Regions from separate parts of the Anas platyrhynchos genome. Here region 1 is linked to region 2. Evidence: chromatin contacts called from public Hi-C data. All regions are on one chromosome and are shown on one strand. The core of a region is the stretch at or near the end of the contact, and the rest is flanking DNA. Distances in the headings are between cores, read along the strand shown. Region 1 holds the start of ETFBKMT (electron transfer flavoprotein subunit beta lysine methyltransferase). Region 2 overlaps BICD1 (BICD cargo adaptor 1).

Region 1 (2,700 bases), core at 75-2,574, 280 kb after region 2:
TTTCTGCTGTGTGAGCACAGCCTTTGCTTTAGTTTTAGTCTGACTGCTTCCTGACACCCAACACCTGCTATTCAGCTTGCCAAACCCTGGCTTTAATCGCTGGCTGCAGGCTCAGTATTTTCATTACAAACACCTGTGACAACGCTTTGCTTCTCCACGCCTGAGAACGCCACTGGGCAGAGCCCAGGCGATTACCGCGGGTAATTAACCCACGCGACATTCCCCGGCCAGGCCGAGCCGCGTAATCCCCCGCTAATTGCTGCACGTTAATTTGATGCACAGCACGCTACCGCGCCCGACAGGCCGAGGTTCAGTCGCGACAAGGCCGCGACAGGGCCGCCCCCCCGCGGCGGGGCGAGGCGGGGCCGGGGCCTGTCGCGGGGCGCTGCCGGCCGCCACCTACCTGCTGCCGCCGCGCTGCGCCGCTCCGCCCCGCTGCGCCGCGCCGGGGCCGGGCCGGGCCGTGCTGGGCTGTGCTGTGCTGTGCCGCCCGCCCTTAAAGCGGCAGCACGGGGAGAGGGCTCGGCGCTGGGGGGCTCGGCTCCCGGCTTGCCGGTGTCCTGTGTCGCGATACGTGCCGACACGAGCAGCCGCTGTCCCTCAAGTCGGCAACATGGCTGCTGCGCTGAGGGCGCCCTCGCTTCTCTTTCACCCCAAACGTCACAGCAGGGGCATGAGGGAGGGCGGCTTAAATCGCTCCTGTCCCGGTGCCCGAGCACCCTGTGGGTGCAGAACCTTTCCCTAACCGCCAGCCTGACCCTCCCCTGTCCCAGCTCCATGCCGTCCCCTCGGGTCCTGTCGCTGTCCCCAGAGAGCAGAGCTCAGCACCTGCCCCTCCGCTTCCCTCGTGAGGGAGCTGCAGGTGCCATGAGGCCTCCCCTCAAGCTGCTCTGCTCTGGACAAGCACCCGACAACTTATGAATGGTTCTGTTTCCTTCATTCCCTTTAAATATATATATATTTAGGCAATAAAGCATGTTTTCACCAGGCAGTGACTACAGCATGCAATCAAACCCTCATACCTCATCTTGCTCCTCTTTCCCCAGCCACGATCCCACACACACCAGGAGAATTTCTGGGTTCCCCACTGGGTGGTTGGGTGCCACAACACCACAGAAGCCTTCCCACAGGGGCTGCCTTTGCTTCGTTGATGTCCTGGCTGGATCCAGCTAAGGGACACAAGAGGCCCCAGTGGGGAATAGAAGCAGCTTCTGACAAGAACAGCAAACAAGGCTTTTCTAGCTTCCCCGTGGCACAAAGTGTCCCAAATTTCACATGCTGCGTTCTGTAAATGGCTCCTGAGCCGTGCCTGAGGTGATGCTGCCAGCCCTGCAGCTCTGCAGGTGCCGGGTTAAGAGCAGATCACACAAGCGAAACCTGGATCTGCCCGATCGCCTGGGTTATGAGGCCATCTAGTGACCTGCTGGCTCCATACACATGAAATGTGCTCTCCAGGGTGCAAAGCAAGGCCTTAAAATTATTTAGTCTTCCATGAGTGCCCAAGGAAGGTGGCCCCACCGTGCTGGGCTGCCAAGAGGCCAGGATGCAGCAGGAGAAGGCCAGGGCCCATCCAGAGGCTGGTGTCTGCTCACCACATGAAGGGGGCTGAAGTCCACCAGCGTGTTGAGCTGTAGGGATGTTTGCGTGTCTTTTACTTGTCCGCATGTGGCTGTAAAGCAGGAGTCACCCCTCATCTTTTATAGGCTTTGATATCAAAGCATGGCCTAGGTGCAGGAAGGACATTATTTCTTGGAGGCCTTAGGGTGAACTGTGAGGTTTCAAAGGTCTTGAATCTTTCAGCAGTTCTTGCTGAAATAAAGAGCTCAGTACTGTAATAGAAGAGTGACTACCAACATCAGCTCAGGGTGCCTTATTAAGGTGTGATAATGACTTTATCACATAATACATCTCTGCCTTGTACATTTTATTTTATGGCTGAGAAGAGACTTGCAAAATACTGCTGATGCTCTCAGAAGGTTCTCAGAGAAACCTCACAGGAAAGCCTGTTCACTTTGATCGTCAGTCTCCAGGCATTTTAAGAAGTAACTTCTCAGGCCTAGTTCTTCTGAACTCCCAGTACATGGTATTGCTCAGTAGCTATTTGAACCTCAGTGAGGTCACTGCTCTCTAATACAGAGCAGCACCCCACTGAGGCAGTTAAAAAAAACCCTTCCAGACTCCAAGTGTGACGTTAAAAGGCTCTGATACCGATGATAGCTGCCAGCCCTCTTGCAAAAGTCTGGGTAAACCACTTAGACTTTCAGGATGTGCTCTTGTTGATTATGTCAGGAAAGGATCACCACCCATCCCTGTGAGAAAAAAAAGTGTTTCATTTCCTAAGGCTTTTTGCTTTAGTTAGATAGTAGCATCTTGAGAATTTCTGCTGATCAAACGCTTGATGCAGTTTGCAGCCAGCTAACGTAACTGTGCTGGAATTTGCTCTGAGGACAAGGACAACTTTAATCACAACAAAACATTGATCTGATAGATGGTGGAGGAGCGCAACTCGTTCAAAGAGGCAGTTGTAGCATAACACAAAAGGGAGTCCTGTGCGTCCAAGGGAATTAGTGGATTACGGGCTGATGATAAAACTGCCTAGGACCCTGGGGAAATCTTGTCTGAACCAATTAACAACAAAAACAAGTGGAAGTGTCTGAGAATGGGGAAAAAGGGAAGACAGAGAAGAGCTGCCTTCATGTT
Region 2 (2,700 bases), core at 169-2,668:
CTTTGCCTATTTTTGGAGCATGCCAAACGTGCAGGTTAGCATTGCTGAGCAGAGAGCAGCACTGGTACAGGAAAACCCAGTGAAAAGAAAGAAAAAGGAGAACAGGTAAAAGATTATTTCCTCTTTTCTCCACTTCAGACATGGAAAAGGAACACAGGAAACAAAGCAAGAGGAAACGGAGGGCTGACCTGCTCCTGCTGCTCGGCATGGAGGTCAGTGTGCAGGGAGGGAGGGGAGGAAACACAGAAAGGGAAAAGATGCAATCATGGATATGGTAATCATTATCCCACTATTACAAAGTTATGTGCAGAAATAGTCCGTCAGGATTTTCCCAAAACTGAGGTAAGGGCCACCCCTTATGTAAAAAACGGCCAATAACACTGTTACAGAATAAACATCTAGCAAAAATCCAACTAAAAAAATACCAATACATATACACACACAAAGAAACTTCTATCGAAGTGTTCTGCTTGATCACATCATGGAAACCTGAGAAAATGCCGTCATTTTCCAGCACAGCACCTAGAGTCTCCCAGTGCTTACTTGGTTCTGTTTCAGAGTGGACACCAGCTTCTGCAAAGTGATATTTTCTTCTTCAAGTTCAGTGTAGTCCTGCAGGAGCCTCGCCTCTCGAAATTTGTACTCTCGAATTTCATCTTTCATTCGTATCCTCTGCAGTTCTACCATTTCATTATTCTGGTGAGAGAAAAAGCAAGCACGTTACCATTTGTGCACAGCCCCTTTAACGATACACACTGCCTTTGGAAAAGGCCACACAAAAAAATTAATCCTGAAATAGAAAGGATTTAAGAGTCCAAGTTAAAACAGCATCACCCTTTGAACTGAGGCAAAGCGATACCTTCAGGTGTGTGCCGGCAGCACAGTAATGAGAACATCTGATAAGGAAGCTTGATTAAAACAATTTCAAGATTAGATGTTTATTGAAATGGGAAGCCTAGCAGGGCTTTATCATCTCATTAGTTTTATTGCTCAGTGATACAGTTGGATCTAAATAAAATTACCACCTGTTTTCCACCAAAAGATGCTCTCTACATTCATACAGCAAAGCAGTGAATTACAGCATCTATTCTGCAGAGACATCTGTTACTCGCTCGCTCGTATCAGCAGCATGGGCAGGTGGGGGAGTTGCCATGCAGCCTGCTGAAAAGCAATTGTCCAAAACTGACAAAAGCCTTGGTGTGTAGGGCAGGACTTTACTTGCAGGGCCTGGGAACAAACAAGGTCACCACTTTCATTTTCCCATTAGCAAATGTGGTTCCTGGACAGCCTCACGAGAGGTCATGAGGGATTGGTTGCACCAAAAATCACTTCCAACAGATTCCAAGCCTGAGTGTTTTTTACATCAAGGGTCAGGATGTTCTGGAAAGCCCCCTGAATCTGCTGACACAACCCTGATAAGAAAGCACTGTGGGAAGGTGGAGTTAACACAGCTGGAGGAGAACAGTGACTGACACAGCAAGTAGGAGCAATGTGCCCCTCTGCTGTGATGAGCAGCCTGGATTTTCCTGATCAATAGAAACAGGTGTAATCGGTCACAGCTTTCTCCTGCTTCCAGCAGTAACTGAGCACCGCTGCAGGGCTCCTGGAGGGAAATACTGCTGGGTCTCTAATGATGGGGCAGGGCCTCCTCTCTGCTGGGGTGCAATAAAGAACACGTGGGGGAAGCAGTAACAGGTTTCTTTAAAAGGTTTCTGTGTGGAGGGAGGGCAATATATGCAGCCTTATATCCACCTGAAAGTGTGGAATGTTTAAAAAATCATTACAGCAGAAATTGTAGTCAGTGAGCTCTGAATATATCCATCTCTGCAGCTGACCCTCTAGTACTTAGAGATAAACCCATATGGTCTGAATTCATGATAAACAGAGTTTTGCTTAGCATCTAGCTTAAATAAATGGTAATAAAATTCTGGGAAATAACACTACAAAACATGAAACAAAAAAGAGTTATTAAGGTGACTCTTTAAAATGAAGCCTTTTTGTTAAAGAAAAATAAAAAAAAATCATCATCCCCACTCTGGCAGCTGTGTAAGAAAAAATAATCAATGTGATTTCTTAACTAGAAACATGCCTTTGGTTTAAAAGATCCCCAGTGGCAAAAGAGTGACAGAGCATGAGATAAAAGTAACTCTTTGCAAATATTCTTGCATCCCTCACTTTCTAGTAAATTCATGAATGAACTGTAGAAATGGCACCACAGCTTATTTCACAAGGTAAAGGCTTTTTATACCACAGAGCTGTTTTCATATATGTTGTTTCTGTCAGCACATCTTCAGCAGTAGTGTTTACTTATGCTTTTAGGTGTGGGGACATGGGCAGGACTGAGGCTGGTGGTGGGCAACACTGAATGCACAGCTCCGCCATGTTAGGTATAAACAAGGTATTCTGCAGTTCCCTGGTGTTTGCCATCAAATTCAGTCCTCAAAAGGAAGGCCTCTTCAAAAGGATAGAAGAGGAGAGTTGCTGGTCAGAGCATCCTTTCCTTGCCTGCCTGCCTGCCCTTAGCTCTGCCTGCAGCATTGTTCTGTCACAGGGGACAAAAACTCATCTTACTTTGAAAAGACAATGAAATATTCTCTAACGGAAAGTGCATTTTATGGTGGAAAAAGCAGACATGGATTAGTGGGTAATAACGGTGGTAGGGGATGGTTGGACCAGATGATCTTGGAGATCTTTTCCAAC

Evidence for each region. Hi-C and Micro-C count contacts between places; a contact is called where the count stands out from the background.
Region 1: a Hi-C map of F1 follicle shows a contact between it and region 2, with 3 times the contacts expected there. The contact joins the promoter of ETFBKMT here to the enhancer-like site in region 2. A contact is called at or near these places in 4 of 8 Hi-C or Micro-C datasets (F1 follicle, liver, skeletal muscle and 1 more).

Annotation. Positions count from the first base shown.
Region 1 is chr1:62,875,653-62,878,352 of IASCAAS_PekinDuck_T2T, forward strand. ETFBKMT (electron transfer flavoprotein subunit beta lysine methyltransferase) reads right to left here and starts at 1,325. Exons shown (of 4, transcript XM_021279197.4): 1 at 1,023-1,325.
Region 2 is chr1:62,598,318-62,601,017 of IASCAAS_PekinDuck_T2T, forward strand. It overlaps BICD1 (BICD cargo adaptor 1), which reads right to left. Exons shown (of 9, transcript XM_027471438.3): 3 at 544-696. Among named protein-coding and RNA genes, the nearest start is that of FGD4, 63 kb to the left of the region's middle. Within about 2 kb of position 1,419, at least 1 of the 8 cell types and tissues checked has an H3K27ac peak or open chromatin away from gene starts, as enhancers often do.